Linked DNA regions of Mus musculus: all the other regions are linked to region 1. The links are chromatin contacts, called in public Hi-C and HiChIP or PLAC-seq maps. All regions are on one chromosome and are shown on one strand. Each heading gives the region's core, a stretch centred on a gene start, on an enhancer-like site or on the middle of the called end of the contact. The rest is flanking DNA. Distances are from core to core; before and after follow the strand shown. Region 1 overlaps Zmiz1 (zinc finger, MIZ-type containing 1). Region 2 overlaps Zmiz1 (zinc finger, MIZ-type containing 1). Region 3 overlaps Zcchc24 (zinc finger, CCHC domain containing 24).

Evidence for each region. A called contact is a pair of places that touch in the nucleus more often than the background predicts. HiChIP or PLAC-seq counts read pairs in DNA pulled down with a chosen protein or histone mark.
Region 2: a Hi-C map of bone marrow-derived macrophages shows a contact between it and region 1, with 1.7 times the contacts expected there. The contact joins two enhancer-like sites. A contact is called at or near these places in 24 of 484 Hi-C or Micro-C datasets (B cells, CD4 T cells, the HL-1 cell line and 15 more), 13 of 115 datasets of contacts at active chromatin or transcription factors (the 230-238 cell line, CD8 T cells, the HPC-7 cell line and 7 more) and 3 of 9 other capture datasets (adipose tissue, liver and pancreatic islet).
Region 3: a contact with region 1 is called in an H3K27ac HiChIP or PLAC-seq map of microglia, with 4 times the contacts expected there. The contact joins two enhancer-like sites. A contact is called at or near these places in 2 of 115 datasets of contacts at active chromatin or transcription factors (embryonic stem cells and microglia).

What each region holds. Positions count from the first base shown.
Region 1 is chr14:25,598,314-25,603,469 of GRCm38.p6, forward strand. All of the region lies in intron 6 of Zmiz1 (zinc finger, MIZ-type containing 1), which reads left to right. Among named protein-coding and RNA genes, the nearest start is that of Gm45915, 2.6 kb to the right of the region's middle. Within about 2 kb of position 2,683, at least 57 of the 459 cell types and tissues checked have an H3K27ac peak or open chromatin away from gene starts, as enhancers often do. A contact at or near this core is called in the HPC-7 cell line, bone marrow-derived macrophages, conventional dendritic cells and 3 more, where this site is marked.
Region 2 is chr14:25,471,026-25,476,181 of GRCm38.p6, forward strand. All of the region lies in intron 1 of Zmiz1 (zinc finger, MIZ-type containing 1), which reads left to right. Among named protein-coding and RNA genes, the nearest start is that of Zmiz1, 14 kb to the left of the region's middle. Within about 2 kb of position 2,091, at least 170 of the 459 cell types and tissues checked have an H3K27ac peak or open chromatin away from gene starts, as enhancers often do. A contact at or near this core is called in the HPC-7 cell line, bone marrow-derived macrophages, conventional dendritic cells and 3 more, where this site is marked.
Region 3 is chr14:25,717,613-25,722,768 of GRCm38.p6, forward strand. It overlaps Zcchc24 (zinc finger, CCHC domain containing 24), which reads right to left. Exons shown (of 4, transcript NM_001101433.2): 3 at 2,015-2,179. Among named protein-coding and RNA genes, the nearest start is that of Ppifos, 19 kb to the left of the region's middle. Within about 2 kb of position 1,984, at least 83 of the 459 cell types and tissues checked have an H3K27ac peak or open chromatin away from gene starts, as enhancers often do. A contact at or near this core is called in microglia, where this site is marked.

The sequences.
Region 1 (5,156 bases), core at 1,433-3,932:
AGAGCAGGTGATGCGCAACATGCTACCACAAAACACATCGATCTGAGCGCATTATAGACAACAGAAATCTACAGCTCACAGCACAGAGGCTGGCAAGGACAAGATCAAAATGCTAGCAGATATGGGCCTGGTGGGGGGGTCCTTGATATCTGCTGGCACCTTCTTCCTGCATCCTTTTCCTGACAGGAGGAGTGACAGGGCTTCTTCAAGCCACTTCATCAAGGAAATCATCTCCTTCCCGAGGGTATAGCCTCACCACCTTCTCACCTCCCACAGGCCCCACCTCTTCATAGTCTCTTAATAGGTAGCAGATTTCTAGAGGGACACAGCACCCAAACAATAGCATCCTCATGCCATGGTGGACCAGAAATGAGGCCTCTTTGACAGCCTGAGATACTGGCAGGGACTTATTCTTCCTCGACTCCTGGAACATCCCAGAGCTTGGTGGACAGAAGACTGAGAGCCTCCACGGCCCTGCCACTCCTGCATGGCCAACAGGTTTCTTCCCAACTCCATGTTGGCAGCTGGCTGCAGCCCAGCATGTTAACAGACACGTAGGGAGAGCAGTAACATTAATAAAGAAGGCAAACTCAGGTCCGTACACACAGGCACCACAGCATGCACCAGACAAAAGCCATCCAAGCCAAGGACAGCATCACTTGAGGCCATGAATGGCAGTCTAAGATGCTAGACCTTGGAACTTGGTCCTGGCTACTGTAGAAAGCAAGGTTGATGTTCACACAAGTGACATGGTCAGCTTTGCCTTTTAGAAGCCTTTGCCAGGGAGAGCAAGCTAGGGCCAGAGGCAGAGAATACAGTTTAGAGACGGGAACAAGACTGTACTGGGGTGGAAGCCAAACATGCTGGGAGAGAGAGAGGGTAGCTCTTCAGCATTTCAACTGGCCGTACCTCACCCTGAGCCGCCAATACGCCAGGCTTCTGAAAGTCGGTTGGTGCTAAGAAATTGTTTCATGCTTGATACCCTGGTTATGAATACGGTATATAGCACTTTTCAGAAAAGGTGGGGGGAGGGGAGTCTTTACTTTAGATTCTACTAAGTTTAAAATGAAAGTTGGTTATGCATTTTTAATCCTAAAAATAATACGTGTCGTTTATTGGACATTAGTCGTAGAATATAGACAGTAAAGGGTAGAGCTGACATCCTACCAGTAAACTAATAAGTTGGTAGCTCTCCATTAGTCTTTCGATAATCATTTGTCCGGTACCTGTCTTGGTCCAGGCACAAAATCATCAAGGATGCAGAAGTGAACAAAATAGATAGAGCTGCTTTGCTGCCTTTATGGAGTACCTGGTCTAAGAGAATTAGAACCTCATTAATAAGCTCCGGGAAAGGGAAAGGCAAAGAAGTGTGGCATGTTGGCTCCTTTAGAGGCAGCTTCTTGGTCTTGACAGCACGATGTGTATTGGGAGTCTCTTGCCTGGCCCCATGCCACCTTCCCAGGGCATGAGCAAGGTCACCCCAATGGTGACCTTACCCAGCTAGACTTAAGGAAGCCAGTGCCCTTCATCACAAAGAAAGGTACAGAATCCACACTAGCTGACTTCCCTGGTGATGGAAGGAAACCAGGGCCCAGAAAAGGACGGCGACCTGCCCTTGGTCCCCCAGCAGGCCCACAGAGCTTTCTCCCTGTCAGACATCTGCTGCTCAGCTGAGCTCAGCTCCAAGGAGCCTGATTTCAACATCGAGCCTCCTACCCGGCGCCCCGCCCTGGCGGCCACCTTCAGATTTTGCCCAGACAGACATTCCTGCATGGCCTGTCTGCTCACGTCCAGAACCCTTGGAGGTGGGGGACATCTGGGACCACACTGGGGAGAGGAAGAAGCCGCTGTGGGAAATGGCACCGATAAGAAGCAGGCAGCCCGCCCGGAGAGCTCCTTCTCACCCCAGACAGGGAGAAGAGGGGAAGATGGCACCAGGTAGCAGTTTCCTGGCAAAGCTCACGGGCCTGCCGAGTTGTCTGCCCAGAACACAGAGGAGTCAGGGCATGCTCTCCTGCTCAGCCCATTGCTGATCTCTCCTTCTCTGGCACCCCAAGCAGCAAGGCCTTTAGACAGGACTCCTTATTTTCCCCACTCTTACCCCACCCCATTGCCATCGCTGCTGCCACCCTCAACTTACACACCTGGGTGACAAGTCAGTCACCACCATGCCCAGAAAGTTCCCCACCCTCTTCATGACATCTTGCAAAAAGCACAAGGCTAGGAAAGATGACTCAGGGCTGCAGAACTTCTGCTAATTTGCTTTGTGAGAAAGCGGCCCCTGAACCTCTCGGAGCTTCAGCTTCCTCATTTAAAACGGTGAGCTGCAGCCAGGTGTGGTGGCGCACGCCTTTAATCCCAGCTCTCAGGAGACAGAGGCAGGCGGATTTCTGAGTTCAAGGCCAGCCTGGTCTACAAAGTGAGATTCAGGACAGCCTCTCTACACAGAGAAACCCTGTCTTGAAAAACCAAAAAAAAGAAAGGAAAAAAAAAAAAAAAGATGAGCTGCTAGGGGGCCTGGGTTGCAGCCCTGCCTGGTCCCCCACCTGGCTGGTGTGCATTGTCACATCCAGTCCTTTCCCTATCTGAACCTCACTTTTGTCCTGTGCAAAGTAGGTGCTATTCCCCAGGCTGCCTCGAACAGACTGGGAAGTGTACAGTAACACAAGCAGACAGACAACAGACAGACAGACAGACTGCTCTGGCAAGAAAGGAAATTGCATTTCCAAATTCAAGGAACTTATGTGGGTCTAGGCCTGAAGCCATCTGGAAACCTTCATCAGGCCTGTGTCCTGGGAGAAGCAATACCCTCCCCCCAGCCCCTCTCCCAGGACTGCTGTGCTTTGAATGTCTCAGCTGCCTCTGTACCCCTCCCTTCAAAAGCAACTCTAGCAATGGGGAAAGATTCATTAGAGGCCTGACTCATGTGGCTTGTACCCACTACTTCCCGGCCCCTTTGTTGGCCAGTCTGAGCTTCCTGTTCAAATAGACTTCCTGGGAAATAGCTTGTGTTCTGCCAGACAGCAGGCTGGCAACCTAGTCCCTGGATAGGCAGGCACAGGTAGCCAGGACATGCAGATCTCTGGAGCCTGTGATTAGCCAGTGTACACTCACTCATTTCTTCGCTCCTTCATTAATTCAGGTAGCTATTTGTCTCCTTTATACAAAGAGTATTTATTATCTTGTAAGGACACATAGATGCTGTTCAAACAGCGTGTATCAGACAAGGATTCCAGTTGACAAAGATCCCGCCTTTTAGCCAGAGAGGCAGAAGTAAACAAAATAAATACTTGAAACATCAGTGTGGCAAAGCTAAGATAGAGAAGAAGCACGGGGTGAGGTGGGAAGGATTATAGCTTGGAACAGTGTGGCTGAGGAAGGACTTTCAGCGAAGGGAGACCCTGCAAGAGGGAGCCAAGTCAGGATGGCTAACTCTGGAGTCAGGCTGCAGCAGGGTCAACAGAGGCACTAAGGAAATGGATTTAGAGCAGTGACTGGCCACAGAAGCTGAGACCCACATCATAAGCCATAATCAGGACCGAGTCAGCAAGAACCTCTGGAATCATGATGGGCTGTGACTTAGATTTCAAAGGGATCACCTCATGGTAGTTTTCTGGGCAACCACTAATAAAGGGCCCAACACATGTACCATAATGGTGTGCATTAACTATCTCATAGTTTGGGGGCCCAAAAGACCCAAAACCAAAGTGTGGGTCCTGTCAAGCTCCTATGTAGGTACCAGGGAAGGAGGGCTCCTCCAAGCTGCTAGAAGTGTCTTAGCTGGTGCTACAAAACCACTGCAGGCTCTGGAGTCTCCACGGTCCTTCTCACTCCTCCTTGAAGAGGGTACCGTCTGCTTGTTGTATCCAAATGTCCCAAATGCTCTCAAGGACACCAGCCATGCTGGACCAGGGCCCACACTCATGACCTCATCTTAACTTGATCTTCAGCAATGCTGTTTCTAAATAGGGTTTCCTTCACAGGTCCTAGGGACTTCAACAATTGGGGAAGCATACAATTTACCCCAATACCATGACTTCTCAACCTATCTCAACTGTCTTAGTTGGGTTTTTCACTATAGGACCTGCTGTTGGGTGTTCTCACTCATTTGAAGTCCAGTAGATTCTGAAAACCCAGCTAGCATGCCTAGTGTTTGGCTCTTAAACCTCTGCCTCCTGAGTACCTCAGGGAGTCCAGGAACACAGCAACTCGATTCTTGCTTCTCCTCCAGCCCTGGGGGCAGCTCCCGCCCTTGCAGGCCAGGCTCTCCATCAGCATCAGTGCTACTGAGGGGGTCCTCACAAGTATAGAGCCTTAGCCTGGACCCCTTGCCAGCTGAGCAGGTAGGGGGCAAGCAATTCCCTAAGACTAACAGGGCCATTCTGAGCCAGCTCCTAAATGCCCACCTCACTCCCCCTTCCCCCACTGCCTGCCCTGCAGAAAGCTTTCCTGGATCTCCAATAACCTGGAAATTGTAGGGTTTCTCGGACATGCTGAGTGGAGGTGAGGGACAGGGGGCTGGTGTTGTTTTCAAAATGAAATGATTATAGGATTTGGGCAGGAGCCAAATGCAGGGTTCTGAGAAGGCTGCCTGGGTCTGGGATGAGGAGCCGTGCTGGGGGTGGGGCGGGGGGGGGGGGTGATTCCCGGAAGGGGCAGGGGATACTATAATGGGAGGAGGGAGGTAATGAGGTCTCCTTCCTGTGTCATCTCAGGTCGAGCTGCCTCTGTCAACAGCAAATAGGCCAAATAGCAAGTTGGAGTTTAAAAAGAGATACTCTAGGAGCTATATAAGAGTTCTGCACACTGTGCTGGCTGTGTGGCCCAGGTGGGCACCATCAGTGCTGAGTCTAGGCATCCCGTGCCAGACAGTATAATGTGCAGCATGCTGAGGATGTATCAAGGCTGAGAAGTAGCTTAGATACTTAGCAAACTTCACCTGGTCAGTCTATCCCCATTTTACCTTCCATGTGGCACATAATAACTCCTGACCCAAGAGGGTGGTAAGGATACTATAAGTTAGTGCTCAGGACATGATGAAACCCATACAGCAGCCAGCAAGCATTCAATGGCCAGGTGTCAGTAGGAATAGAAGGGGAGCCCAGCCTGGTGGCCCTGCACTGTGTCCCTGGTATAGGCGACCTTTTAGGCTCCGT
Region 2 (5,156 bases), core at 841-3,340, 130 kb before region 1:
CCTGACCCCGCTCTCCAGAGCTGTTGGGCCTGGGGCAAGCATGAAGGTGTTTATTCACTGTGGTGTCTGGGGTACTGTTGGTCCCTTAATTGTAGCCTGCCCACGGCTGCCATCCTCTGGTAAGACACTTCAGTACATGTGGGGGGTTCCCCAGAAACCACTGCCACCCCCCTGAGACTCCTTGCCCATGTGTCTGGCCTATTTAGCCACCAAATGTTGCTTTGTCCTAAACCACAGTTTGGATTTGTTGCTGCAGTGTCAGGTGACATGACCCCTCCCGGAACCCACAGATCCAGAGATGATTTAGTGGGTGGGATCAGGGGGTAATAGAGGAACCTGTCCATCATACCTTCCTTCTCTTTCCAGATAGGGAACTGAGGCTCAGAGAGGGGAAATAAAACTAGCAAGGTGCTGGGTGCGCCTACCCTAGCGCTCTGGCCTCCCTCTGCCTCCATTCTCCACTCTCTGAGGCTGGCCTTCTCCCTGCTGGACCAAGTGCATGCAGGATGGGGAGACGACAAGCAAAGCAGCAACCTGTGCGCAGTTCTCAAGGTTCTTAAAGCCTTCATTCACTTAGGCTGCTTCCCTGGGACAGTTAGGGAGCGTCTCTCACTAGCCTGAGAACCGGGCTGTGGATTTGTCCAGTCCCCAGTCCTGTTCCCCTCGGAGAGAGTGGTTATCTAGAATCCTTTAGGGTTGTCACCTGTACTGTCACTGCTACAGTACCTACTCTGTCAGCACGCCCATTAGACACTTGAAATTGGGAAGGGGCCTGGGCATCTGGTCCACACTTTGCATTGTGGTCTCGATCTTCCTTTTTGGTCAGTGATCAAGCCTTCATCTTCTCTGCTTTCTGTGCTGAGTTCTAGTCCCCCCACTACCATTTTCTCTCCCTCCCTCCCCTCTTTCCTTCATAGTACTGGGGATCAAACCTGGAGCTTTAGCCACGCTAGGCAAGTACTGTACCACGGAGGTCCCCTCCCGGACTTGATGAGACTTTCTGAGGTTCAGGCCTGGCATTCACTGTACAGCTGAGGATGCCTTGAATTCTCCAACCTCCAGCTGCCATCTTCCAAGTGCTGGGACCATAGGCAGGTCCCACACATATGGGTTATTCAAGGTTGGGGGTCAAATCCAGAGTCATGTGTCTTAAGCTACATGCCAATCCCTACTAATTTCTTATTTGGTGACAAGGTCTCTCTTGGTTGCCCAAGCTGACCTTGAACTGACACTCTGCAGTACAGGTGGGGCCTTTCACTTCCCTTTCACCTGTCTCAGCCTCCCAAGCAGCTGAGCCACCAGGCTCACACAGCACACTGCAGCTTTTGAAGGTGAGAGGTACCTCAAGGCCGGAGCCTTGACATTTTCTCTAGCCTCTTCATTCGGTCTGGTGAACGTCTACTCATCCCTGAGAAGTCAGGTCAAAAGCTGTACCCCTGAGCTTGTCCCCTGATAGTATCAGATGCTGGGAAGGTTCTCCACTGAAGGCTCTCCCTCCTCCCTCCCCTCTGCTCTCTTTCTTAGTTGCTTGCTATCATCCTAGGCTGGGGCTGGGACTGGGTCTCCCTTCACACTCCCTTTCTCCGTCCGTCTGTCCGTCCATCCATCCCTGTCCTCACAGGTTGGCCCAGGGCCTGCACAGAGGAGGTAACAAAAACATTTCAGTGTATTCCTGGAGCAGTAGCTAGTTACTATGGAAACAAGGAAGTGTTGCAACTTCCTGAACTTGAGGTTGGGGTCAGAGAAGGCAGCTCTGTCTTGGTTCCATGAGATGGACCCAGGATGACTGTCCTGGGGTTCTTCCTAACTCCAAGTTGCCTGTGGCAGGCACTTTCCAGTCTCTGAGCCTCAGTTTACCCTTCAGGAACATGTAGGCATGGGGATACTTAGCTTGCTGTCTTAATCTGTCTTCTCATGTGACAGGTGGTCCCTTTGCCCTCTTCAGGCCTGTCTCCCACTTTTGCTCATCTATTTCCCTAAAAAGATATGTCATCAAGTGTCTAGATCCAAGTGTCTGTAGCCTGATTGCCCTTGCCTGCACCTTGAGACTGCAGGGACACAAAGAGGGAAGTCCCCACAGCCAGGGTTGCAGAGAGTAGAGCACGAGGTGGGTGGAGGGGTTGTCAGCAAACCAGGCCAGCTGACTCTGGTCTGAGCCAGCACATGCCCTGGGTCATTTTCCCTCGCCCTGAAAGTGGCCTGAACCAGTATGGGTCAGGGTGGCCCTTAACTTTGCTGGACACTGCCAGTTTTGCCTTCTGGTGTCATGCTATGGGGGGACCCTGCCCTGCCCTGTCCCAAGTAGCCTCAGAGGATGTCCCCTGCCCACAGCAGTAGGTGAGCAGCGTGTTCTCACTGTTTCCTCTCTCTGCCTGATCGCTCAGAGTCTCAAGTCAGCCAAGCTCAAGCTGCAGCCTCCCCCGCAGCCCTGCAGCCCAAGCAGGTGCATTTGAGCTCAGCCTTGTCCACACAAGACAAAGAAACCAGACTGAGAGTCAAGCAGCCCAACCCAGCCCAGGCACCCACTGCTGTGCATAGCTGACCCCAGGCTAAATCGACATCAGACTTTGGCTGCCCCACACCCACTTTGGGCCCTTTATGCCTTTAGAGGTAGACCAGGTTTCCCCCAGGTCTGGGACTAGTAGGGCCTGGAGGAAATGGTTTCACATCTTCTCCAGCTCAAATTACTGATCTATAAAATAGGAAGGGAGTGAGGCTGAGTAGGCTGGGGCAGGCTGCCTGAGTTCTCTGGAGCCCAGTTACACTCAGTGGGCAGGCAGTTGCAGGCTAGAGTCTGGAACCTGGAGACATCTGGGAATTTTTTGGGGGGTGGTGGTGGGAAATATAAGTCCAAGTGCTCTGGTGTATGTAGCTCAATAGTAGAATGCTTATCTAGCAGTCTGAGGTTCAAAGTTCTACTCCAACATGAATGAAGTGGGAAGGGAGGGAGAAAAGGAGAGAAGGGAGGAAGGGAGGAAGAGAGGAAGAGAAGGAGGGAGGGAGGGAGGGAGGGAGGGAGGAGCAATGCTGTTTTGTTTTTGTTTTTGTTTTCTGTCTTAGGGAACCAGCAGTCACTCGAATAGGTCTTCCTTCCCTTCAGTTCCCAGCTGTGTTTCCTACCCCTGGAAACAGCCCTGACCAGAGTCTACTAACTAGTTAGTCACTCACTCCTGCTACCTCACAGCCTCGTGATCTGGACAAGCCCTATGCTCTCCCTGCATTGTGGGACCCTGAGTCCATGCCTGCGTCTGGAATGCTGTTGGAAGCCTGTTCGTGCCTTTTTGTTACCAAGTAGGCAGAATCCTCACACTAGACGCCCCCCTCCCCCCCAACCCCACACAGGTTTCATGTCAGGTCTCCCTTCTGGAAGAGTCTCACTTTGTGGGTGACAGCGGGTCTGTGTTTCTTGTTGAGGCTAGGAGATCACCTCAGATCATTCCTCAGGCGCCATTCATCTTTTCCTGTTAAAGGATCTGCTATTAGTGAGGAGACATTTGTGTGCCTGGTGTGTGCTTATGTGGATGCGTATGCTACGGTGCATGTATGGTGGCCAGAGGGTCTATGAAGTCGGGATTGTGAAGTGCTGGGATTGAACTCAGGCCACGAGGTTTGTACAGCAATACCCTTTACCAGCTGAGCCATCTACTCGGACCCATTGAGGTTGTTTTGGTTTGGCTTTGAGTGGGAGTCTCTCACTGACTTGCCTCTCCAGCACTGGAATGACGGGTGAAACAGCCCTTTTTACGTGGGTTCTGGGGAATCAGAGTCAGGCCCTAAGCTCTTAACCCTCTGAGCCATCTTCCCAGCCCTGGGCTGTGTGCACAGCCACAGAAACCAGTTCTTTACAGCTTGACAGTGAGAGACTTACTTGTCTGTTCGCTGAGGTCCCCTTGGGGGCCCACTAGCTTTCTGCCTTCTTCCTGCTTTGAGATGTGTCCCCAGACAGTGCCTGGGTCAGAGAAACCCTGAGTCAAGCTGGGTGTAGCCACGAGTGCTTAGAAGGAAGCCTCTACCATCATCCGGATGGCTCTGCTGCACAGAACACCCAGATACTCAGCGAGTGGGGTCCCCAACATGGTTCCCACCTTTTTGGGATCTTTAAAAAAATGTCATCTTTCTTTTTTTCCAAGTCCCAAGACTATCACTGATTCTTTACCGTTGGCTAGCATCCAGCTTCAAACCGGTGCTTTCTGTTTCTGCCTGAGTAGTGCCTTGATTTGCCTTGTTTGAACAGCTACTTTAATTTTTTCTCTTTGGGGTCCCTTCTAGTGATAAGTACACGCCTTATTTTATTTGGATTTCTCATGGAGAACAGCAGGGAGGGTTAGTAAGCTCTGCCTTGATTGTTCTTCACTCTGTACCTGGCTTGGTGGTGGTGGTGGTTGTTGTTGTTTACTTCTGGAGCCCCAGTCTTCCAACCCTTTTCATTGTCTGCTGACAGCTATGTGCAGTTGGCTGGCAGTGCATCTGCTAGTGTGCTAGTGCAGGCTTCGCCCTGCACAAATGCTGCTTACGTGGTAGCTCCCTGCTGATGATAAATTTATTAAATAACATCCTGGAGAACAATGGTAAAGTATCTATGGGGAGGGAAGACTTTATTCTAAACTTGCATAAGGTCACCTTAAGACTCAGGCTAGGGTTGTTATCACCTGGCTGAGCTGCCTGCAACTTGGAGTCACCTTGATGCCACCCTATGCCTGCGACCATGAGATTGGGTTTCTGTCCTAGGCACTTGTCTTGTGGTATAACACCTGGACTCGACCTTCTGATGCCCAAAGCCCTCTAGACTCCATTCTTGCCCTGTCTCCCCTTGGCCACCAGAATGGATCTAAATAGAAGACACCTGAGCCATGGACACCTGCCCCCTTTGCTCACTAATCCTGTGGGCCTTTCCACAGCAAGGCCTGGCCTTTAGGCTGCCTGTTATCAGGCCCCAGCCATGATTTCACTTGTACAGACTTTGTGCATTCTGTCTCCCCTGCTCTGTATGCCTGGGGAACTCCTAAGCACCCTGCAAAGCCTGCCTCAAGCCACAGCCTGCCCTAGCCCAACAGCAGAGTCAAGTGTATAGGCCGCCCTTGCCCGATTCCTCAGGCACTGCTTGCCGACTTCTGTGGGATCCTTTGTCATCAGGATGGCCGCCACTCTCAGCCCTG
Region 3 (5,156 bases), core at 734-3,233, 120 kb after region 1:
ACAGATGAGGAAACCATAAGCCATTTAAAAGTCTTACCCAGAGTACTCCAGAGAGGAAACAGTGAACCCCAAGCCCCATACTCTCAGGCATGCTGCCTGTCCTCCTCCCAGAGCTCTAGATCTCATGCTCTCTCCTAGCCTGTTCCAGGTCCCTGGCTTTCGGTCCCTGGGGCGGCATCCTCCTTTGCGGCCGCTTCCACCCTTGTGGTCCTGAGAACTCGCTTGCACTGCTCTGCCCACCCTGCCAGGCACTGCTGTCCTGGTTTCTATGCCAGGGGCTGACAGAGATCCAGAGCTCCCACGGGTAAGGGCAGAGCCAATGAGGAGAGCTGAGAGGCTTGCAGAGTGTTCTGGAAAACTGCTCTGCCCATGTCTCTGCAGTGTGTCCACAGCTCGTAGTATCACACGTCAGACAGCTTTGAACACCACCTCTGCCATCCATTGGCTGATGGCTGCTACCTCAGCTCATCTTTCTACAGCCTGAGCTAGCAGGTTAGTGACAGGTGTCATCTAGGCTTAGCTGTGTGTGTGTGTGTGTGTGCACGTGTGTACTAGACAGTAAATGATTCTATAACTACCGAGCTCCACAAAGACTTCATAATGTCTGTGTGGACAGTCAGCAAGTAATTTAGCATCTCTTTGCATGATTGTTCTCCTTCATAAAATATACGTAATAGAAGTCCTGTTTCATGGGGTTGTGGTTAGAAGGGTACCTGGCTCATGGGGAACTGTCCATACATTAGTATTAATATTGAATATTATCAGTAATGTTTTGAAAGGGCAGGACCACCATCAGCTGAATCCTTGGGAAATACTCTTGGCCTACACTGGCCGGCCCAAGCCTGAGGTTCCTTAAAACTGTTTTTCTCCTTGGCCTTGGTCAATGTGGATTCTAGCCAGCTGCTAAGACTTACTCAGCCTGCAGCCTCAAGTTGCCAGTGGGGAGCTTGGGGGAGCTGTCAGGATGACTCCCCTCCGTGGAAGGAAACACCCAGCAGCTGGGACTGATCTGTGAACTGCCCCACCCCACCCCCAGCCCCCAGCAGGGGAGCAAAGCCCGTGTGTTTTCCTCTCTTCTGGGGTGGGAGGGGGGCTGGGTTGTCTGGGGGAGACACAGTTGGAGTCTGACAGGAAACAGATGTAGTGGGGGCAGGGTTTCTCAGAGGAGTGAGGTGGCCCAGGTCAGCACTGGGGGAGGGGCAAGAGGACAGGCTCCACTCCCTCACAAGGAGAGCAAGGGGGAGGTATTCCCAAATCTCAAGCCAAAGAAAGGAACACAAGGACCCAGGAACCCAGAACGTGGCTGGTGTGTGTGCTGCAGGGTGCGATTGTTCAAAACCTATTGCCTTTGTGTACCTCAATCTTCCCAAAGCACACAGTAGGTGCTCAACAAATACTGGCTGGATGATGGTGAGTGGGAAGCATGGAGCTTCGAGCTCTTGAAAGATTCATCTAGATTGGGCTCTTCTGTGTAGAGCCAGGCTGGCAGGTCAGCAGGCTACACTTAGGCTATGCTGGTAGGATGTGGGATGGAGGAAGGCAGGGAAAGCCATCAGGGACCGAGGGGTATCTTGGCAAGATGGAAGGGACCCCATACTTAGCCTGTCCTGCCAGACACTGGCCCACACAGAAAAACTGCCACGTGTCCAGTTCCTCTGCCTCTGAGTGTGCGAACTGGTTCTGCCTTTCTGTCTAGGTCATAAGACAGTCTGTGAGTCCCCCAGACCTGCAGCCCAGATCCTCGGAACCCAGACACTAGAAGACTTGTAGAAACTGAGCTGTCCTAATTCCCTGTCCTCCCAGTCATCCACCATGGCTTACCCTTCCTGCCTACCCCACCCACACACCTCAGCTTCAGGTTCCAGAGTAGAGAGCCAGTGAAGCCTCAGAAGGGGGAAAGAATCACCCTGCAGGGAGCCTGAAAGAGCGCCCTGCGACTTCCCCCAGCCCCACCCACTGCAGGCTGCTCAGTCCCACAGCTAGCTCCACCCCTACCCAGGCCCCGCCTACCCACCTGCTTGTGCGGGTACACGTTGATGTGGCACTTGATGCACTCCTGCCCCATGTTGGCCCAAGAGTTCCCACTCATCCATTTTCTCTTGCATTTGGGGCACTTGTACTCGCCAAAGCAGCGCTTCTTGCCTTGGTACGGCGTCAGACCCTCACCTTTGGGGCGTGCCTGGAGAGACAGGAAGTAAATACAGGAAAATGAGGGCTCAGCCTTCAGCTCTCATGGCCTGCATCCCATCCCCATACTTGCTTTACGGTGTGCTGGGAATCAAACCCAGGACCTCGTGCAGACTGGACAAGCCCTCTACCCACTGAGCTACAACTCCAACCCAACTAAGCTTGGCGTTTCTGTCACGACGGCCAGCACCAGTAGCTACTGTATTCTCCTTCAGGGCTGCACGGTGGCAGAATTCATGCAAGTTCGTCGTGTGCTACAATGAGTGCTTGGTACACGTGTATACATGCCTGTATACATGCCTGTGAGTGGATTTGTAGAGTAAATTTCCAGAAGTGAAACTCCTGAGGCAAAGGTTATGAGCGCCATTTTTTAGCGATAAGACCTATTGCCGCTGCCTCAACTCCCACAATGCTTCACCAGTTTCGTGTTCCGGACCCTCTGGAGTAGAGTCCCAGAAACAACTCATAAGCTTTAAACTGTGCACAGTTCTGAGGAACAAGATGAGAGCCACATGCCTGAAGCATCAGAGGTCTCATTGCTCCGTGAGTCCATAGTATATACGCTACCCGCTACCTGCTCATTAGTTCTTCAGTGACTGCCTGATACTGATGAATGGTACCATCTACAGTGCTTATGTTCAAGTGGCTCTCATTTTACATACGAATTGACCTGAAGCACAGGTCAACCCATATTCCAAGGAGGTGTTGTAAAGTGCTTCTCTTACCTGAAAGGGGGAAATCTACCAATACCATGAAGGTCCAAGTTGCTAAAAATGTGTGTTGAGAACCAAGCCTCTGCTGGGAAATCTAAGAGAGATTCATGCTAGTTTTTTTTTCTTTATAATTATTATACATAAGTACACTATAGCTGTCTTCAGACATACCAGAAGAGGATTACAGGTAGTTGTGAGCCACCATGGTTGCTGGGATTTGAACTCAGGACCTTTGGAAGAGCAGTCAGTGCTCTTACCTGCTGAGCCATCTTGCCAGTCCCTCATGCTAGTTTTGATCTTGCCATTGTATCCCCTAGTTCCAGCCCCAGAGCAGGCATCTTGAAATGTACCTTTCTCCATGAGGGGAGACTATAGTATCACTAATCTAAAAGGTATGAGATTCTCTCAGAGCAGGTTTGACAGACATCTTTCATAACGAGCAAGAGGCATCTTTGCATGTATTTAAGAATGATTTGCTAGTGTACTCACATGCATAAAATAAATAAATAAGTCTTAAAAACAAAAGAATGGCTTGCTCATATTCCTCAGAGTATTTTCTGTGCACGTTTTAAAATATTTTCTATGCACATGCATGCAGGTGCCTGCTGCAGTCAGAAGAGGGTGTCAGATCACCTGGAGCTGGAGTTACAGGCAGCTGAGAGCCAATCAATATGGGTACTTGGAACTGTACTCTGTTCCTCTGAAACAGCTGCAGAAGGGCTTACCACTGAGCCATCTTTTCAACCCTACCCTTTTTCTTGTTGACTTGCAACTGCATTTTATATATGAAAGGACCTAGTACTCTCCTGAACAGCTTGATGTCTTTGTTGAAACATGATCCAAATAATGCATGCCTCACTCATTGAAAATGGTCACTTCAATGGTTTTTAGTATATTCAAAGTTGTGCACGGTCTGATTTTAGGATACATTTGTCACCCTCTAAAAGTCACTCTGTGCTCCTTCATGCCTGCTTCCTGTTCTACTTCTCTGTGCATATAATCTGCTTCCTGTCTCTGTAGATCTCCCTAGCTTACACTCATCCTTTTGTCTGGTTTCTTCCACTTCACGTAATGTTGTTGAGGCTCGAGCATGCTGAAACATGTGTCCATACTTCACCCTCTCTTGCTGCCTAGGAATACTCACTGTATGCCAATGACGTGACACAGGGCACTCTGGGCTGCTTCTCTGTCAGGGTTGTTATAAATGAAGTGATGTGAGCCTGCACATGCACACAGAGGAGGGTTTCTTAAAGTTGGATTTCTTACCACAGGATTTAAAACTGGGAGACAACCCAGAACTGTGGGCCGTCACCAGCGGTGGGTTTTCACTAGCTGAGGTGGAGGAGTGGCTGACCACTAGAGCCAGTGTTCACTCTTTTCAAGTCACCTCTTCTTGCCACAGCTCCCTCCACACACCTGCCCTGCTTGGCTCTTGTGGGCTTTGAGTTTGAGAGGCCTGGACAAAGCTCCGTGTGTCATCATCAAGTGTGGTATCCAGCCTGGCAGTGGCGGGATTGTCCGGCAACGTGTTAGAGAGGAAGAATCTTAAGACTCACATTCGATTCAGTGAATCAGAAACACCCCCCCCCAATTCTGTGTGTGTGTGTGTGTGTGTGTGTGTGTGTGTGTTGTATATGCATAGCTGTACCCGTGCGTGTACAAGCTAGAGGTCAAACACAAGTCTTTCTCAATTGCTCTCCACGTATTATTTTTTGTAAAAACAGTTCCCCACTGAACCTGGAGGTTACCAAGTCGGCTTGGTTGGCCATCCAGCAAGCTCCAGGAATCCTCCTGTCTTATCTCCCCTGTGCTGGGATTAAAGGCAGGTGCCACCCCCGCCAGCTCTTTCTGTGGGTACCAGAGATTAAACTCAGATCCACATGCTGTGCAGCAAGCACTTTACCCATCGAGCCATCCCAGAACCTGAATTCTGACAACCTCTACCAGGTTCAGAAAGCTGGGGCTGTGGGATGATCGTTGCCATGGTAACTCCCGGAGTGACTGCCACTTAGGAAATGGTATAGAGGTCAAAGGCAGACTCTGAGCTGGGAGGTGGTGGCACACACCTTTAATTCTAGGACTCCGGATGGAGGTAGAAGCAGACAGATCTCTGAGTTTGAGGCCAGCCTGGTCTACAGAGTGAGGGCTACACAGAGAAACCCTGTCTCAAAAAAAAGCAGACTCTGATCCACATCCTAGTTCTGTGATCTTGGACAAGGTGAGAGGGCTCAGTGGGTAAAGGCCTTTGCTGCCAAT